Linked DNA regions of Anas platyrhynchos: region 2 is linked to region 1. The links are chromatin contacts, called in public Hi-C maps. All regions are on one chromosome and are shown on one strand. Each heading gives the region's core, a stretch centred on a gene start, on an enhancer-like site or on the middle of the called end of the contact. The rest is flanking DNA. Distances are from core to core; before and after follow the strand shown. Region 1 overlaps ZNHIT6 (zinc finger HIT-type containing 6). Region 2 overlaps DDAH1 (dimethylarginine dimethylaminohydrolase 1).

What was found. Hi-C and Micro-C count contacts between places; a contact is called where the count stands out from the background.
Region 2: a Hi-C map of subcutaneous adipose tissue shows a contact between it and region 1, with 5 times the contacts expected there. The contact joins two enhancer-like sites. A contact is called at or near these places in 5 of 8 Hi-C or Micro-C datasets (F1 follicle, liver, skeletal muscle and 1 more).

Annotation. Positions count from the first base shown.
Region 1 is chr8:24,540,065-24,545,702 of IASCAAS_PekinDuck_T2T, reverse strand. The region is part of intron 5 of ZNHIT6 (zinc finger HIT-type containing 6); the gene reads right to left. Among named protein-coding and RNA genes, the nearest start is that of ZNHIT6, 6.1 kb to the right of the region's middle. Within about 2 kb of position 3,077, at least 3 of the 8 cell types and tissues checked have an H3K27ac peak or open chromatin away from gene starts, as enhancers often do.
Region 2 is chr8:24,665,123-24,670,760 of IASCAAS_PekinDuck_T2T, reverse strand. DDAH1 (dimethylarginine dimethylaminohydrolase 1) reads right to left here. Exons shown (of 6, transcript XM_072041620.1): 5 at 1,109-1,252; 6 at 1-659. The coding sequence ends at 543. Among named protein-coding and RNA genes, the nearest start is that of BCL10, 10 kb to the left of the region's middle. Within about 2 kb of position 2,465, at least 2 of the 8 cell types and tissues checked have an H3K27ac peak or open chromatin away from gene starts, as enhancers often do.

The sequences.
Region 1 (5,638 bases), core at 1,828-4,327:
ATAATCAACTTAATTTTTCCTCCCTATTTTTTTTTCCACTGAACCACATGCAAGTGATATTTCAATTTCTGAAAGCTAGAACTGAGAGATTTTTATTTCTGGTATCATGAAGACTGCAGTGCCATACACAACGTGGCTGTTACTGTCAAGTAGCTCTGGGCACAGCTGCAAAGATTTTCTTCACTGCCTTTTACATTTAATGCAGCACCCAGGGAGATGTTCCAAGCTCTGTGGGTGTACGCAGTACGGGTGCTGGAGGTACAGGACAAATCTTGCATCTGGCTAGGGTGCTACGAAGGATTTCGGGACTTGGAGCCCCCCATATGTGCCTTGGAGGATTTGTAAAAGGGGTCCAAAGTCTACATATTTCTCAAAACATTTGAGATTGTTACAATTTCATACATAAATGTTTCACATAATATAAATGTTTCATGAAGCTTAACATTTTTACCTAGTTCCTCCGAACAGTCTATTTTGCCTACATTGCTGTAGTACACATACATATATAAAGACCTTTATACATATATATTTCTTTTTATAGAGAAAACCTATATTAAAAACCCATTTAATATATAAACTTTTCACATGTATATTTCTATAGATGTGTAAAATATAAATATATATATAATGACAAAAAGTTCCAAATTCATCACATCTTAAGATATCAACTGTAGTTCTGGCTCTGCAGAAGTACCTAAGCGTTGGTCTATCAAAGATCTCAGACAATTTTGTTTCCATTTAGCAACTAATATTCTTGAAATGTTTTAAATAAGTCTGTGTGATGTACAAAGCACAAATACTGTAGTATTTCCCATCTATATTATTTTACATCGATAGAAGAGATGAAGAGGAAATAATGTTTAATGAAGGGCCAGTTACCTTTAACTTGATAACACCCTGTACTCTCATCTAACACACCGAAGTTTAACTGCAACACAGGGCCTTCACTATCCACTCCTTTGGATAACGTTACCTTTCTCAACTTACGTAACAGAGATTCAGCACAATTAAGTGACTAGATTCCCTTGTGGAGTCGAAACACCATTAACAAATGAGAACATGCAGAAGTGTGATGGTTTCCTTCTCCCCTCCACCACCAAGTATGTGCTCCTAGTGCCAAAATGACCGCTGCCGTACTTCTAACAGCAGCAACACACAAAAGAGGATGTCTCCATTTTGTTGAAACTTCATTAAGCTTATTCCTGGATTTGATGTATAAACAATAAAACAATTAAATATTTCTCCTGAAAGTTCAAATGTTTCCTAGTTACAGTAAGCAGCACGACAATCGATGAAGAAACTGAAGCGCACTTCCGCTGTAGCACATATGGTCTCCTACAAGGGGCCTCACAACAGCAGGAGATGTTACTAACTGTGTGTGTTGCAATAATCAAACACAACAGGCTTGAGCTGAGTCCTGGGTAAGGCAAGGGGACGCTGCTAAGGCTGAGTGAGTAACCCAAACTGTAATTCTCAAAAAAAATAGAACTACTGTCCTCTTTAACTCCTGCAAATAAACAAAATGGCCATCAGATTCACTATAAGAATAAAAAAAAAACAGTTGCTAAAATAAAGAAATGTTAAAAAATGTCAGCTACAGAACTCAGTAGCTATTTATTTTAACATGGGGATATTTGGAAAGCTACTGATTTTCAGAAATGCACATAGTACTGAAAGCAGGATCTCAGTAACAACTAAATTCAAGCTTAAGAGCTCCACCATAGAATCATAGAATCATAGAATATCCTGAGTTGGAAGGGACCCTTAAGGATCATCAAGTCCAACTCTTGACACCGCACAGGTCTACCCAAGTTCAGACCATGTGACTAAGTGCACAGTCCAATCTCTTCTTAAATTCAGTCAGGCTCGGTGCAGTGACCACTTCCCTGGGGAGCCTGTTCCAGTGTGCAACCACTCTCTCTGTGAAGAACCCCTTCCTGATGTCCAGCCTAAACTTCCCCTGCCTCAGCTTAACTCCATTCCCGCGGGTCCTGTCGCTGGTGTTAATGGAGAAAAGGTCTCCTGCCTCTCGACACCCCCTTACGAGGAAGTTGTAGACTGCGATGAGGTCTCCCCTCAGCCTCCTCTTCTCCAGGCTGAACAGGCCCAGTGCCCTCAGCCGTTCCTCGTACGTCTTCCCCTCCAGGCCTTTCACCATCTTCGTAGCCCCACCAGTTTAATATGAGCCCTAAAACCTGCTCATGTAACTCCGTGGTAAATTCTCAAGATCAGCAACACTTCAAAAAATTCACACTAATTATCTTTACCTAATTAAGGATTACAGGTTTTTTTTAGGGTTTTCATAAGTACCTCAGAAGTAACTTCCATTGCACTAATGATCACTTACACACAGAGCAAGTCTCCACAACAGATTTTATTCACACTATTAAACCGAAGAAGAGAGACAAAGGAGAGGATCTTCTCTTCTCCAAAGTACATAATGTGATCAGACGTTCCTAACCCGCAGGAACGCCTCCCACCCAGGGGGAGCTGCATCCCTCCTTCCCACCTCCAAGTTTTCATGGGTTCCATGCAGGGGTGCTGTGCACAGACAGGATGAGGCAGGGTGGAGGTGCCCAGGAAGATAAGCAGCAGAGCAGGGCTGAGCAGGGCTGCATACACTGCAGAACCAAGGGAGCTGAGCTGCACTGCCCCAGTTCAGCTTCTCATTGCTGAAATAGGCTCCTGCTGAGGATGCAGGAGGCACAAGCTGCGAGCTCCCCCTTTTCCTCGCACAGCCCCTGCTGGCTGGAGCTCCCCTCTTGCTGCCCGGCCCGGTCACACTCAGCAGCCCTCTCCCGAAGGCTCCCCAACACGGCAGCACACCCTAATTCCATGGCAGCACCTCTTACAGAAGGGGAACTAGCACTTCTATTGGAAAATGAGGGCACTACAGCTAATGTATGGTGAAGCAGTGCATTAAAAAGAATTTGCAAGCAAGGTGTCCTAAACCACCTGCAAGACAGAAGGCCCACTGGAAGGAGTTCACAAACTGGACTCAAACTCCATTCTCTGCTGACCCTCCAGTATCTGGATTGCTTGATACTGCAAGTTAATCTAACCCGTGTGTTACCCAGCACTGGCACGTATGCTTTCACAATACTAATGGAAACAACAAACTAATGGAAACTGGGAAATGAAGAGTCTGCTTAACACATCTAAACAACCACTGATTTGTCCTCCAGAGCTGGCAGGGGTAGGGGATGACACAAGAATACATCTTGTACTTCCTAGTTTTGGATTACTTTCATTCCTGCCTTGTATAGCCTAACAGCTTGGCTCACATGGAGAGCGTGAAAAAGACATCAGAGAAGGTTCTCAGCTCTCCACACACATATGCAGTGCAGCTTCCAACCGGCACCCTCCAGAGGAACCCCTCCACAAACCCTGACAGACAAACAGTGTGAGAAGGGGTTTGGAGCTACCAAACTGCAGACACACCAGAGCCTGACAAGAACCAGGCATTAAGCTCATAGAAAGCAACTATTTGCACAGCTTTACCCCACTTGGATGTAACATTCAACAAAAAATTAGAGGTCATACCATGAAATCACATGGGGTAGGTGTCAAATGGCTGATACTTTTTGGTTTGATCAAACCTTGGGTTTGATTCCTCAGGCACCCACAGAGGGAGCAGGCAAACATGCCAATTACAAAAAATAAAAATAATTAGTTTTTAATCTACATCACTGAATTCAAACAGCCCACTGCTGAGTGAACAGCAGCAGCACAAGAGAGGAAATGTCCTTCTTGTAGTTATCATGGAGCATGCCTCATGCCCTTGGGCAGCATGTACAGGAAGTAGAGGGCTACTTCCTATCCTCTTAGAACGTTACCATGTTCTTTCTGCTGGGATCTGAAAGCCCCAGAAAGGATAACTGTCCAAAACAACCACAAAAAAACACCCCAGGTCCTCATGATTGACAAAAGAGTAAGGCATCATCCCAGACAGCCTGTGAGATACTTCCACACCTGTTTGCCAATGTCACTTTCGTTGCCCCATCCTCTTAGGTTTTAAATCTGCTTCTGTTAAACAACAGAAACACGTCAAAACGTAACCTGCTTAAAGCTTCATTTGTTATCAACAGAAGGTACGTTTCAGTATGTACCCAAAAAGACTTTCTAGAGAAAAAGAACTGAAGAATGTGTTATGTGGAGGCAAATTTCTGTCAGCACAGGGTTGCAGCATGCCCAGGATCCTACCAATAGAGTCAAAAACCCTTCATGTGTGCCTCTTCTGTTCTTTTGTCTTCAGACACCTAGCTGCTGATCCCACCATCACTGGGCCTTCTGCCCTTGCTCTGGCTCTATAACACTACTCCCTTACCCTGTATTGCCAGGGATGCCTATTTTGTTTTATCCACAACATTGAGGAAATGCCCCAGCTCGGCCATAAGCCTGAGATACTTCAATAGAACAAGCCCTCCACAAGATATCTGTAGAAGGCTGAACATGTGGCCAAAGCAAAGGAAGGCAGTACAACGGAAGGCAGCCTCTGCTCGTATGGCTAGGATCTACCAGGTCTGGGTCTATCCTCTACTCTGTTCTGAAGAGAGATGGAGAAAACACCCCAGATTTCCTTTCTTTCCATGGGTCTGCCATGGATTTGCTCTGGCAGAGCTTGCAAATTATGCAACTTTCAAAGGTTACACTTCTACAGATTTTTATGCCTTCTGTTCAGCTAAAAAAATCTAAATATTTGTATTAAAAAAAAAAACAATAACAAAAAAACACTTGTGTCTCAGAACAGCAGATGAGAGGAGATGATACCGGATGATACTGGGAAGTGTGCAGAGCAGCTTTTCAGGTTGGTTATTAGAGAGAGACACCTGGTGGCAGCTCCCAAGCCACAGGCACCTCACCACTTCCAGCCACTGCTCTTTAGATTGTGGTTTGTAAGTCACAAGAACAGAGGGAAAAATGCATATTGAAACCAGAACTTGCTACCAGAACTAAGGATATGAAGAGGAGGAGCCAGCACATCTAATAGATTAGATGTGCTAGACAGCTACCACATCTAATTACTGCAAGAAGCACAGATCTTCAAGCTGAACGTGACCTGTTTCCTGTCATAACAGAGTACTCTGCAGTACTTTTTTCATAGTAAAAAAAAAAAAAACAAACACAAAACTGAAAACAAACAAAAATACTTTAAAACACAAAGTCTGGATACCAGAGAAAACTCATAAGAGTAGAAAAAAAGAAAGAACACCGAAAGTCTTCTTAATCTTAGCCTTTTTCCTGACGTCACATCTGTCTGTCTGCACTTGTCTACGCTGTGCACATGCTACAACATACATCAACCCTAAGATGACATGCAGCAGGTAACTGGACTGGAAGCACCCCTTTCAGCCTTAAAGACAGCTATTTTCAGAGAGAGGAATTTTCAGCAACCATTCTACATCAATCTTCTATCATAAACCTTTAAAGGAAAGTTTTCTTTTTTCTAACAACAAAACCCCCAAAAGCCTTCAGACTGCCATTTAACAGATGAAAATCACAACAGTACTAATTTGTCCACCTACTACTTAATGTTGGTATTTTTCAAAATAATGTATGAATTGCATAAGCTATAAAACTGAGCTCAAAGAGACTAAAAATGAAAAAAGTGCTGCAGGAGATATTAAATCGAAATAGC
Region 2 (5,638 bases), core at 1,216-3,715, 130 kb before region 1:
AGTGAGCAGTCTATTGCCCACTGTTCCAGCTTCCCAACCACACAAGATACCAAGTTCATGAGCCCCCTGAACTTTCTTTAGTCCCCACCGACACCTTGCATTACTGAAAGAAAAGAGAGAAAAGGAGATGAAAGACTGAAGAAGGAAAAAAAGACGCAGATCAAGGAAGCAAGAGAAAGACAGGAGAAGGCAACAGTACAGAGACAGAGGTTCTTGAAGTGTTGAGAATTAGTTGGTTTTCATAAAATTTTCACACAGATAAGTTAAATCACTAACATAAGGGGTCAGCCATTTTAAGTGTCTTCTGCTAGCCCATGGGACTAACATACTTCAGTTATGCACCCCTCAAGAAAAGCATACATCCACCTTAAATACCATCTGCAAGGACATAATAAAATTACACAAAGCAAAAAATTTGTAAACAAGGGTTAGTAGCACAGTGGTACAGTAGATTGTCAATAAAAACAATAGAAGTGTGGATACAGATTCGTCTACCTTGTGTGTAACATTATTGCCAGTTACAAGGGAGGGACTCTGTAAACTCATAATTCTGAAGTTTTGTTAATAAGCACAGAGCAACAGGTGAGTGCCCCATCTACTTTCTCCAGTTCTGTGTTGGCTATTGGAATCAGCATGTGGTCCTTCAGTTTTTCAAAAACCTATTTAGGAAAGAAAATACAACAGAAATCATTACATTTTACACTTACTATTTTCCCTTTTCTCTAACTATTTACAGAATGAACAGGCATGGCTGGCTCAGTGGGTGCTAAGCTGTCTCATGGTTTGTAATCAATGCTAACATTTATGGTGTATGTGGCCTTCTGCCTACAGCTCTCAAAAGGTTCACAACCAACAATAGTGCAGCAAGGGGAACTGTTACTGCTCCCAGTCATGCAGAAGAAGCACAAGGGGCACAAGAGACAAAATTAAATCAATAATGGAGATGAACGTAGAGCCCAGGCCCAACACCTTTCAAAAGCCAGCCCTCTGATTTTTTCCATGACAGGATATAACCCATTCTGGAAAGCACCGAATGTCAGTGCCCAGCGACTTCCCGGAGAGGCCAGGATGCTGGCGGGCTCCCAGCCATGCTCAGCACCTCTCTCACCTTTGCGCTCTCTGGGTACTCCTCGGGGGCTCGGTGCAGCAGGACGTGGCCTTTGCTGGGAATGTTTAAGTAGATGCAGTTTGCGGCGGCATCATCGGGCACTGTCAGCTTGTCGTAGCGGTGGTCACTCATCTGTTGCATGGTCTGCCAGGAGACAAAAAGTGCAGCTACTTAGACCAAACGCTTTAGAGGGGTCCACACAAATACAAGAACAGAGCCTTCAAAAAAGTGCTAATTGCAACTGCCAAGTCAGCCAAGAGCCATTTTGCTATACAGCAAGTAAGGAGATCTGTCTTTATCTCTGCCTTCAAGGAAGAATCTACTAACCCTACCCAAAAAGAGCAGTAGAAAACCTCTGTCAAACAGTTCCTGGAAACAGCAGGATTAAGCAGTGTACTCAACGAGCAGTCCGTGGACTTTTCCTTAAGGAATGCACATTGAGTATGCAAACCTCCCGCTCACTTTGACAGAAACTATAGGTGTTCAGCACCTTTGAGAAAAGCAGCCATCATTCAATATTTATAAAACGAGTGTGAATTAACACAAACAGGACAGGAACGGTTCCCAGCTTGGCTATCAGCCCAATCTTAATTCTTTTCAAGGACCTCCTTTCTGCTTTCCAAGCAGTTACTCTTTCACTAGGCACCTGTGCCGGGGCGCGAGAAGGCACGTCTGAGTTAATCCTCGTTCCCAAGGGGACAACACAATAACCTTGTCAGAACAGTAGAGCTGGTGGCTTTCAGAAGTTGGGTTTATAAATATAGGGCTCATACTCAAATTTGGATCCTGGCAGAATTTCCGAGACAGAGACTCTCAGCACACGAGAAGCCTGAGATCGCGAGTTTTGGATTAGGCTCAACTTTTTACTAAAGATAGAAAAAGCCTGGAGACGAGAAGCCTGGCTCCCCTTTGTACCACTCCAGCTTTATACCAGTGTCTCTGACAGAGACCTAGAATAATGCAGAAGCAAACAAAGCTCAAAGCTTTGGCCCTATCCAAAGCCTAAGCAAATTCAAGTATTTCAGTTTCTCTCCTAGTCCTCCTGTGTTCCCACACAGATTTTTAAGCTTTTTTTTCAGCTTAAAATTACTCACATTAAAATTATGTTAAAAATAAACTAGCACTCTGTTCACAAAATTCTTCAACTAAATTCCCTTCTCAGGGAAATCCCGCAGATCTACATCATGTAGCAGAGAGCAAACTTTGATCTTAGGTACAGTCATCTTCAAATTACTGGTAAGGTCATTTGTACTGCTACTCATTCATAAAAAATGCCATATGGAGCTGAATTTGAACAACTGCATCTCCAACATATTGTGAAGCACCATAACAACTCACACTTCCACAGCTACAGTAATTCCTTTATAGGCCTGGATGCATTTTTCATGTTGCAGCCTGAGTCATCCACATCCCGTGGAGAACATGGAAACTCATAGCGAAGAATGCAATGCATTCTTGAGGAAGCATTATCAGATTGTTATTTCTTGTTCCTACTTCAGTTATGAATCTCAGCTGAGCTCCCAAGGTCACATCTACCTCCATAAAAGGTTAATGTGTTTTGCTGGGGAAAAATCCTTGCGCCTTTACTTTACCGGATGTATTTTTATTACCACACTCACCATGTTTGACTTCCCTATTTATGAATTTGTTTCCGCTCCGTTGCCATGATGTATTTTTTTAAAGCTCTCCTCGATGCTGCAGGCATCCAGCAGCAGGTGACACGCCTGCACCCCCTGCTGCTGCTGTCCCTGGTAACAAGTCTGCAGACTTGTCCTCTACCCACAGCCTCCCTTTCCTAAATAATCTTTTTAAGTCTGGATTAAGGAAACATATTAATTAAATCCACACTGAAACACACATAGCGGTAGAGGAAAAGCCACTGCCTGGGTTTCGCTCAGCTCCCAAGCAGTTGTGATTTCTCCAGTCCTTGTTGGTAACAGAATCCTATATTACCAGTTTTCTGTAGAAACAGTTTGTTCATCAGAAATGCATTGTGACTCACTCTGAAACATTTCCATAAGAAATTATAAATGAATTCTCAAACAGAAGTGTATGGACACATCTCCCATTCATTTGCTTCCATAAAATGCTCCAAGTTGGAACACCCACAGTGAGCAGAAATGAAGAACAAGTGCAAGGCCCTCACTGAGCAGACACGAACCAGCTTCAGGAAACCTGGGAGATGATGGTGAGGGCACGTTAGGAGGATTGATTTCAAAAATAAAAAACAGAGAAGTGGTGTATGAATTAATTTGGGAACAAATGAAGAGAAAAAATGAGTAAAAAAATGAGAAAGAGAAGCATGGGAGTCTTAGTACCTGGCTGCGGCAGTGGGGATGGGTTCTGTTAGCAACAACACCGCTGCAAGATAGCATTTATTAGTAACTGGTGGTCTGACAATATAAAATTACTCTCTTCCTTGGCTTTTAAGATAAGAAGGAAATCATATTTGCAAGCTTTCATCCCTGTTATAACTATGTCTGCATGTTGAAATAAAATTCCAAAAACCAATTTGTTGAGAGTGTGTACAGGCAAAAACACCCCAGACCTGTGCCACAGGGAGACTCTGGATCCAACAGAAATACGCTGATATGATGTAATCAGGTTATTTTAACCTGACCCATGGTCTTACATATTTCTATGACATAAAGTCACTGAGCACATGCACCTGGCCAGACAGGACTACAAGGCAGAGAAAAACACGACAGCAAGGTTCTTTGATCATATTTTCTATCAAATAACCCCCCCAAATATGTATTGTTTTGGGAAAAGTTAGGTTTACAAAGACTATAGCCCTCGCACAATGCGCTCGGGCTGGCTTTCTGCCCACAAACATATGACCAGCTATGTTAACAGTCAGGCATTTCCCGCATGCCTAGTTTTTCTGGGAATTTTCTTCAGCCCAGAGAGGGTAATTTTCATTGCACATTCTCTCAGCCCTTAGTCATGCTTTCCTTATGTTGAAGTCATTCGCATAGCCTAAAATGCTTTTTCTATAGTTTTTACAGTGTGTCCTCAGACAACTGAGGTAATGGATAAGCTAAATAATCCTAAATATGAAGCAGCATTATGCATGAAGGAAAAATGTGTATGTGTTCAGGGCCTATTATCACAAGCTGAGCTGAGATGACCACATGCACATTTAAGGCAGGCCAGGCCCAGACACTTTGTCCCTGTAGAAGGAAGGTCCCAGCTGGAGCCCTGCTGCCATTCGGGACCTGCTCACATGCCGGTAGCTATGGGATGCAGTGACTAGCCCCATGCCTTCTTACCTCCAGCACCACACAAGCAAAGACAAACACACAGCACCTGTTCTTCTTCCAACATGACAGTAAACACTGTATGTAAGAATGCCCACATCACGTTGACAGAGAAACAAAATTCAATTTTCAGGCTCTGATTTTTGTTTTAATTAGCTCTCCTTTCCTAGCCCTTAGCATTTAAGAGAAAAAACAAACATGCAAGTGCATGCAAATCCATACCCACAGGATCATTCCCCTTCTACATTCTATCCAGTTACCTTTCCTAAATCCTTCTAGTCATGGTATTCTTATAAAAAACTATTTACAATATTTTTCCATCCCTCCTCTCCTCATTCTTTCCAAACATATCCAAGTTTTGCCTGTTTTACACTGAAGTGTAAGGAACACATGGCCTGGGGTACAGAGTAAACTGGGAGATTTTAACCCAACAGATTGAAAGCTGTGAGAAGAAATTAAGCTACATCAGGTCTGCCTGCAATGATGAAAATGACGGCTTTCTGGGGTGCAGGGTGATCTATGCTGATGAGAAGAGTAACCCAGCAATACGCAGTAACATCTCCCTCGCTTGGCTGGGCAGTCTGGAAGCACAGTGTGCTTCTCTTCTGCTTGGAGGAAGGAGCACTTGTCTGGGAATATAAATTATTGCTCACTATCAGGAAAATAACTCGGAGGAAGCAAGATGAAGCTCCTGGCCCTTGGAATTCCTCTGCTTTTTGCACCAGAAGAGACAAAGAACAATCAGTCCCCAAACTCCTTTTTCACACCATTCATGGTGTTACAGGCATCTATCATCCCCTCTTAGCTGTCTCTTTTCCAGGTAATAGTCAGAGCTTGCTTAATTTGTCTCTTTATACAAACTATTCTGGGTATCTGTCCATCTATTACCCTTTTCCAAGTCTTTCCATTTCAATTTTATTTTATTTTTTTTTTAAATGAAGGGATGGTGCACGCAAAAGGCATGTAACAGCCAACACACAGCACACAGACACACCACAGCTTTAACTGGTGGCGTAATAATGTTCTCCATTTGTCTTTCAGCTCAGATGACAATCTCAGTTTCTTGATCAGATCTTATTTCTGTGGTAACGATCAGCCGGAGCACGTTATTTCTTACACGAAGTTCACATTAGCATTCTCCCAGCCCCATCACTTTACATTCATCTACACTGAATTTCATTCACATTTTGTTGCCCTGTCTCTGCCTCTTAAGTTCGCTTCGTCGCATTTGGAAGAAATAATTGACACTGGAGCAAGAAAGCAGCAGCCT